2 separate regions of the Anser cygnoides genome follow, and region 1 is linked to region 2. The links are chromatin contacts, called in public Hi-C maps. All regions are on one chromosome and are shown on one strand. Each heading gives the region's core, a stretch centred on a gene start, on an enhancer-like site or on the middle of the called end of the contact. The rest is flanking DNA. Distances are from core to core; before and after follow the strand shown.

Evidence for each region. A called contact is a pair of places that touch in the nucleus more often than the background predicts.
Region 1: a Hi-C map of liver shows a contact between it and region 2, with 4 times the contacts expected there. The contact joins the promoter of SMCO4 here to the promoter of LOC106034146 in region 2. A contact is called at or near these places in 2 of 7 Hi-C or Micro-C datasets (both in liver).

Annotation. Positions count from the first base shown.
Region 1 is chr1:201,083,577-201,088,246 of Taihu_goose_T2T_genome, forward strand. SMCO4 (single-pass membrane protein with coiled-coil domains 4) reads left to right here and starts at 3,038. Exons shown (of 2, transcript XM_048076504.2): 1 at 3,038-3,232.
Region 2 is chr1:200,919,685-200,923,942 of Taihu_goose_T2T_genome, forward strand. It overlaps LOC106034146 (transmembrane 4 L6 family member 1-like), which reads left to right and starts at 2,764. Exons shown (of 6, transcript XM_048076519.2): 1 at 2,764-3,395.

The DNA of each region.
Region 1 (4,670 bases), core at 1,788-4,287, 160 kb after region 2:
TCACCTATCGCATGGGTATCAGATATGAATACAGGAGGTCTCCTGGATGCTTAGAGATAGAATGTGTTTAACATAAGAGAATGAAGACTCTGATGATGTGCTTCAGGGAGCATCCCACAGGAGTATGGTATGAACGGAGTAAAGAAAACAAGAGTCCAGAGTCAACCTGCAGAAAGTGTGGAACCAGAAAGAATTCAAAGAAAGGTAAAGGACTTTTTGAAATAATTTGAAAGGTAAAGACACCAGCAGAACCCAGAGGTGGAACTGCCTAGAGGTGGGGTGGTTTTGCTCTTGCTCCCTCACCCTTTGGAGAAAAAGAACTTCAGAACTGCTGTAGTCGGTAAAAATAAAATCCAGAGTCTAGACAACCCACATCTGTTTCTTAGCTGGAAAAGATGTTATCTGGAAGGTTTTGCCACTGTAAGGTCTCTGAAAAGGAAAAGATTCTCCATGAAAAGTCTCTTGTAGTGTTTATAGTGCACCCATAAAATTGTAGTTTGTATTTGAACTTGTAACTACTACAGGAGTCATTGCAATTTGATTACTGTTTATGTGTGATTTTTTCTCTTTCTCTCCATACACACAGATTTTTAAAAGCATATGTGCATATTAAAAGACTAAGCTGCTACCATCACAGAGGTATAATACCAAAAAAGAAAAAAAAATCTGAATTTAATAATAACATTTCCCATCCTTTTATGCTACTGCATATAAAATCTATAAAGTCTAAGCAGGTTTAAGGGAGGATTACTGCACACTGATAATTCAAAACAATCTGAAAAGACTTTTTTTTTTTTCCTAGATTAAAAATAAAGTAATAAAGATTACAATATAATCCTGGCAGCAGATTTTACATCTACATCCAAAGGAGTTGCAGGTTTATTAAAGAACAGTGCAATGTCTTAAAATGTGAACCAAACCTTCTACTGAGCTGTACCGCAGACTCCGCTGCTGCAATCAATACTCCAAACAACCCTATTTTTCTTGGACAAAAAACCATACATATATCTGACATTTGAGGAAGCCAGGTGAATAAATCAATAGCTAAACAAAAATGCACTTAATCATATCTATTGTGGACAGATGCAGATTGGAAAATCCTATATGGTCCACATACATCCTTCTGCTTAAAGGTTAGAAATGAAACTGTTTCCTAAATGGCAATGTCCTGTTGTTACAGAGTAGTCCTGAAGCTAGAATGATTACAGTAGCAATTACCTGCCTGCCACCCAGCGCGGGTCAGATCTCTCCCTGCAACAAGTTCAGGTGTAGTTTGTTGTTCAGGTACTTCAGCATACATGCATAACTTAATAGCCAACACATTATGTCCTTTATAAGGGTAATAGCTTTACTGGAGTATGCAGGAAAAATTCACACGTACACTGTAATCCTAATGTGACTGAACTGCATGTTGTTACACAGTCCAATCAGTCCAAGGATGAATTCGATATATGCACACTTCATCCTTCCTTAATGGTTTTAAGTGATGACCACTATAGGACATTTCTCATGCCATTGCAGGTGATCATTAAACATACATAATAGCCCTATTAAATGATTATGGATAACTTTAGTGTCTTGGCCAAAAAAATTCTATGTCCGAAGGTACATTTGTGCACAGAACTGCTGCTTTGCTTAAAGGTGCTTTGCTTTACTTGACATTACTTCATAAAGCCCTTTGAGATAACCACAGTGTGAGAGATGTTTTAGAAAAACACAATTTTATTTCTTCTCTGCTTTAGCCCTAAGCAGTTCAGTGTTATTTGAACATCAGGAACAGCACTTCCTTACAACTTCAAAGTCAGATTCTAATCTCAAATTGGCAGTACACCTCGAGATTAAAAAATCTGCCCACAACTGGAAGAAATGGATGTTTTCAGCAGAAAGAAGTGCAATAGGAAGTAACAACATGACACTCCAATATCACTCAATTAGAAGGTATATTAAGGTTACATGAAGGTGCCTGATGAGAATGCTCTTGCAGGAAACATTTTGAACTCTGAGAAAAGCATTAGGAGAAGGATGACACCATTAAGCTCGGGAGCAGCTTTGTAGCTGTTATTAACCTGGGAGAAGGGGGAGATCCCTCCCGACTGACCTTTTCAGTGTAAACCTCCATGCCAGGCATTCGGATACCACGGAGCCCAGGTGATGTCTCCTATTTTCAAAACGCAACCCGGCAAAGGGGAAAATGCAAACAGATGCCCGAGATCTTTTATCGCCTACCAGTTGCAGCTACTGTCTCTTCAGGAACACAGCAAGGGATTTCTTCTTCTCGGTGAGAAAGGAGAGCATCTCCGCGGCGGAGCCAGCCTAAGCCATGAAGACCATGCAGCAGCTACAGATGTTTGGGGTCCTGCTGGTGCAGGCAGCAGCTTGGGGTGGGTGCAATAGGGTTTCTCAGTGAATTCACACTCCCACTGTCCCCATTCACTTGGAGGACATGGGGCATCTCTCTATGTGTGTTTGGGACGATCATTTCGGAGTTGGTAACAAGCGCTTCCCTCCCAATGCTATGCAAGAAAGTAATGTCAGTAATCTCCACTCTAATTCCACCTCTTTTCGCACTCCCTTATTTAATGAACAGACAAACGCACTTGTGATAAGCCTTTTACTGCAACACCAGAGAGAGAGATCTCCTCAGGAACAGACGATGATTTTGCGCCGGCCTTTCCAGCCGGCTGCCGTGCACCTGTCCCGTATGACCAGACACAGCGGGGGGCCGGTGGGGGGCTGATGGGGGACCAGTGGGGGATCAGGGGTCCGGTGGGGGACCAGTGGGGGTCCCTTCACCCTCTTCTACCGAGAAAAGCCGCCGAAGGGCTCCCCTGGCCGGTGCCCCCCCGGGGAAGGCAGCGCTGAGGCGGCGGCCTCCCGGCCCCTCAGCTTCCCGCCCTCACCTCAGGGCTCGCCTCAGGGGCGCCCTGAGGGGAGCGGGGCGAAGCTGGGGGGGGCAGCGGGACCCTCGGCGGGCGGCAGAGGGCGCCCCGAATTCCGCCAGAGAGGGGCCGGGAGGAGCCTCCGGCTCGGCTCGGCTCGGCTCGGCCGAGGAGGGAGGGAGGGGAGGAGGAGGAGGAGGAGGAGGGAGCTGCCACGTCCTCTGCGCCGAGCGGCGCCAGCCCCGCGCCTCACTCAGCCCCACGTGTGGCGGAGCGGGGAAGTTGCGGCGGGGAGCCCGGACTCTGCCCCTCTCTGGCCGCCCGTCCCTGCTCTCAGGAGGGCGCAGCTCAGAGTAAGGACTCGCGGCTGTCCCGGGGAGGAGGGGAGGGAAGGGAAGGGAGCGCTGAGGGGGGAGAGGTCGGGGCTCCGGGAGCCCACTCCGATCCTCCCCCCGGGGGGAGTCGCCGAGCTGAGGGGCTCCGGGCCGGCCGGCTTCCCGAGGACTTCCAGGGGGGCTCCGAGTGCTCCAGGGTGGTTAAAAGCGGAAAGTTTTGAAGTGAGGGGAAGCAGGGAGCCGGCCCCGGGAAGGAGGGACCCGGCTGTGAGGCGCCGGGGGCGGCCCGGCCCCGCCGGTGTTGAACGGCGACCCTGCAGGGGGGATCCGTGAGGAAAATAACTCTTGGAAATGAGGAAAAAAATCTCCTCAAAAGGCTCGAAACTTCTTCATCTGGCGTCTATTTCTTTAATTTCGCTTCCTCGGTCGCGAGGACGATCGTGTGTGAGGAAGGACCGAGACTTGTGTTTAAGCAGCCGACCGAGGGGGAAGTAAGCTCAGGAAAGCATTAAAAGGTGACCCAGGGGAAAGAAAAATAAGATAATCCGTTCTGAATGCAAATATGCTGCTTTTACCTCTTTCTTAAGCGCAGTGAATTCATTTGTTCGTGTGTTGTCCCTGCCGTGTGCTGCCGTGAGTTCAATTTGTAGCTTTTTTCGGTTCTCTGTACAGTTGGGTACCTTAAAAAATAATTTACTTTCCGCTATGTTTCTAAAGCCGTTATGCTTCACACCTTTTAAGACGGTAGGGAAAATAAATGTTGTCATGTTATGGAGATTTACATTCCGTGGTCCTGCCCCAAATTTGTGTCAGGTTTTTGTGGGCTCGAGCGGTGCCCGGCTGTGTTGGGGCCTCCTGGGGATTTTCGTGATCCTCTCAATTTGGAAAACCTGATTGTGTGTTATTTTTAGGTCTGTTGAAATTGTCTCCTTTAAATAAAACAAAAGTCTTGCAGAAATTCCCTGACATCCTATTAAAAAAAAAAAGTTTCTAATTAGTGCATTTTTAATAACTTTTTCTCTCTCTTTTAACTGCCTTTAGTGGCCTATTTATACCACGCAGACCTCCTAGACTGAAGTTAAGAAGAAAGCAGGTTTTAGACTGTTCTTAAGCTTTGTAGTTAGAAATTTCGCTCATCTTTGTCAGATAAATGAACAGCTCATTGTTATAGCAATTTTAGTTTTAACTTTCCCTCATGATGTGCAGGAAATGTAAAAGGGACGTTTACCAACAGGGATTTGGAGTGTGGTTGTCAAATACCCTTTATAATGTAGGGAATTCTAGGAACTACCTGTTTCTTTAGTGCTCTTTCCAGCAGGGACTCGCACAACTGTTATCTTCTGCTCCTCAAGAGGGTTTTGGCGAAGCTGTTGACTGCAAATGCAGAGTGATATAGAAGAGCATGGACAGCACTGATACATACAGAGGTAAAAATGAGCCGTTTACAGAGCTCTGG
Region 2 (4,258 bases), core at 1,514-4,013:
AGCTGGGGCTGTGCAGGTCTGGGATACACTGAGTAAAGGAAAACCTGAATAATGCCCGTCCTGCCAATTTCACCTTGCTGTTTGTACCTTTACAGGGCACCCTGACACTCCTGGATACAGGCAGGCCTGCTGACGGGGTACCTGCTGCCAGAGCAGGAGGGCCAGCTGGGGCTAGAACAGGCTATCTGCAAAACCCAGCTGATAAACCTGGCTCTGAAAAAGCCTCTTAGCAGTTTGATTCAGCGTAAACAGTGATTCTTCCTTGGGTAAATCAGCCTCCCTTTCCTTCAGTGGAAGAAAACATTACCAACAAAATGTCATAGGAAACAGCAACAAGAGATTGTTTGTGCCCTGGTGCCAAAGTGGAATAAATTGAACTGGGCAGAGCATCACTGTGCACCTATGAGATTTACACTCCAGATTTATACTCGAATAAATGACAATAGAACTGCCTGGATCCTTTTTGACGCACAGTATCAACAGCAAATAGGGCATTTTCTGTTTATTGCACTGCAAATGGGACACATCTATTAATAGACAAAGTGGGCAGTCAGATATGCCCTTCAGAAACCTGCACGGGGCTGTAATTCTTCAGCTTCTAACTCACGCAGTGCACCACCCTGGGAAATTGCAGGGCTGGAACTGTTTTCATTCCCAGCACGATGAACAGGAGGTTTTGCATATTTACGTCTCTTCTCTCAGTGTCCAGGCTACTACACATAACTGGAAAATTAATAAAGAGTTTGTGGCTAAAAAGAAATAAAAGGAGGACCAGAGCTCATGCACAGCAAGTCAATATAATCAGGAGACATTGATCAGTGGAACACAAAATGCTTTCGTTGCCTTCAAAGTCAATACTGCAGGGGGAAAAATAGATGTACACAATTGTATACACTCAGCTTAGCTGCAAAACAGTTCACAGACAAAATCCTGTTCTTCTAAGTATTTTATGGTTTCTGTCTGTTTGTTTCCATTTCTCCAGGGTGTCTATCACTTCAGAAACACAGGTAAGAGCCGAGCTCTCTGGAGATAACACAAACTTTCAGTTTGGGGATTTAAACAACTTTCCTGTGCTCTGCTTCGTTCTGTGCTGCTATTCTCATTCCAGTGGAAAGATCTTCAGCAGGCATAAAATGGGCCTTCTCCTGCGTTTTAACTCCTTTCCCTTGGAGATCACAGAGAAGGGCAGAACAAGAACTGTATTTCTGTATTTCAAGATGGACTGAGAAAGAATTTGGTTCAGTTCTCATCAAAGACTGAATACAGATCCCACTCAGTAATCTGTAAGTCTAAAAATATTCCTGAAGATAGAATTGTGTTTAATACAGCTTACCAGCATTTTTATTTTTCTTTAATGGCTAGAAGCTCTAGTCATCGGTTAAGCCCTGGAGTGAAAATTGTTGCACAAACACAGATGAAAGCACTGAACTCATCCTAAACAGTTTAAAATCTTTGTAGTAGCACAAAAGACAACAGGTTGCTGTAGATTAATTAAAAAGCACAAAACTGGCACAATATTGATTCTGTTCATTATGCACTTGCTTGAAAAAACTATTAAGTATTCAGTGGCAAAAGGCACTGAGGGGTATTTGAGACAGACACAGTTAAGTCTAGGTATTAAGTCTACACACTAAATGATCAGATGAGATAGGCTTTGGAAGGTGAAGAGAAGAAATTTAAAAATGGTCAGTAAAGAAATATACAGAGATAGGAACACAGCTTGGATGAGAAAGTGCAGACATGGACCTTGTACGCTGTCCCAGAGGTCTTTGAGCCAGGGAAAATAAAAGAAAAACTGAATCAAGGTCACGGATGCTGACCCCAAAGGAGACTTTTGGCTAGATGAAAATGGAAAACATGGCATCTTAGAGATATTATGTGCAAAACAGGAGTCTATCAAAACTCCTAGCAACCAGCATATGAGATTTACAGGGAGGTTCATCTTAAATATCATTATGAAATTTCCTTATTTGCTTCTTAACTCTTTACAAAAGCTGGCAGTCTCACTCCACATGCCCCAGCTGTCAGTGCAAGCTGATGACGGTCTTTAAATTGTTATAAATTGAAGACTTTAAATGCCATTAGGCTCTGTGCCTTTGCCCTTTCAAGGATTACCTGAGAGTTGCTTGCAAACCTCACCTTTTTGATTAATTCTTTGTTTCTTTTCCATGGAGTTGAAGCACCACCACATGAAACAGGGTGAAATGCTGTTGCCACTGACACCAGCTGAAGTTTGGGGCATGGATTCAGTAGTTCAGCTGCTTCTCTCACTTTTGCCATTTTTACTGTAATGAAGTTTATTTGCCTGAGATCACTCTATGGGCTTTTTAAAGGTTTTTCACTACCATGAGTCAGGTTGAAGACAATTTTCCCTGCATCCTCTGATTCTGGTGGTATTAAACATGCAACCTGGGGTCTGGAGTCTCAGGCTTTGCCCCTGTGCTTTTACAGCCACCCTGCCACACTTGTAAGTCCTCGTGGGTGGGATCCATCTGACCACAGATACCATCATCTATGCTTGAATATGCATTGAGATTCCTGCACCTTTGTAACACCTGCATTCGTTGTAACCCTACAGTAGCTCCTAAAATAGGTTGGGTAATTTTTCCCTTGAAAGTGCATGTTTCACCGGGAATAAAGGCATCCTGGTGTGACGTGCCTCACAGACATCTACAGTCATGTGAGATGGATTCCACCCTACGTGACCAATCTTTCACAGTGAGAATTTTTCTCCAAAGACAAGAAGAGGTTACTGAAAGAAGAAAGCCAGTGAGGTGAAGAGTGGGAATAATCCCCAAACCACACCTTACTCCCCTATGAGATTGTTATCTGCCCTTGTCTCTCACCCCTTGAGCTATCACTCCTACCCTCCCTTTTGGGCTGAAAGCAGCATGCTTTGGAGCAAAGCCAAAGCCAAACTTTAACCAACAAAAGCCTGCTGTGCGGAAGATGACTCTGCACCGACTGATGGAGTTTGCTGTACCACTGCCTTGTGCTTTGACCGCGCTTTCTGCACAGCACAGGGTGCTCCTCTTCATGTGCCTCTCCTCCCCTCTACAACTGCACATAGCCGAAATGGTTTTGGCAGTGGAGAGGGCTCCACCGATCCCAAATTCATGTCCTGGGGGGCTGAGGCATTGACCGCTGGAACGCTGCCCTCAAGTAATCGATCGGGCAGGGTGGCGCGCAAACCTCGTGCTGGCCAACCAGCAACAAGTTGGGGTATTTCCTCATTCTCTGGAGAGGAACCACTATTTGTTTAACAGAGGCCATCACCCGAAAACATCGGTGTGCCTCTCTCGGGCTGCCACGCTCCAGGAAAGGGGAGCTGGGAAGCTGGACGCAGGCCGTGGGAAGCTCTGGGGCCTGGAGGCCATCTTAGGCCCGTATAAAAGGTAAGCAGTGGTATTTCTTCTCTCAGCATTACAAAACAAAACTTTCTAAAGCCCTAGCTTGAAATTAGAAGCTCACTCTCAGCGCCTCGCCTAACGAAGCTGCAGAGAGTGCTTTTGTTTGCTGAATTAATAAAGCATTTTGAGCGCTTCTGGCAACCCAGAGTGTTTTCCTAAGCTGTAATAACACGGCCAGATCCTCTCTGTGATGTGCACAGGTCACAGAGCTGCGTTGATTTTGGTGGTGGAGGCTCTCGTTAGATCTGGCGATTGACGGTTGCCTGAATTCTCCTTGCAGTGTGAATTGGTGTTGAGATAGGTCAGGGCCGGATCCTTCCCGGCGTAAACCTGCGCTCTCCCAGCCAAAGCGGCGTCCTGCTCCCGAGCTCCAGGTGAGAATTAGGCCCTGCAGCTACGTGCGAGAGATGCGGAGGAGAGCGTGCAGCTCCCCGACAAGACCGAGCTGTACGCGAGGAGAAAAGGCTGTGCCCGTGCTTGTTCGCTCCTCTCTGCGGGGGGAGCAGGTGAAGCTGGGCAAACGAGTGGAAAAGCAAAAGTGGGAATGAAACGGGAGAGCAGGCAAAGGTCAACATAATAAAAAATACCAAATGCATTTGGCGCTTGGAGAAAGACAGTTAAAATACCTTTTTTTTTTTTTTTTTTCCTTCCATCCCCTCCCTGCTTCATCCTTCCTTTGCACATTGCCAGTCTGGTCAGATTTTTATCTTTTTAAGTCAGGGCTTTTTTCCAGATGCTTGCAAAATGCCCTGCCCAATTTTGAGCATTATATAAACAATAGGTAATGACCATAAACCAAGTTAAACGTTCCTTTCTGAAATAGTTTAATGCCAGATAACTTGTTTTAA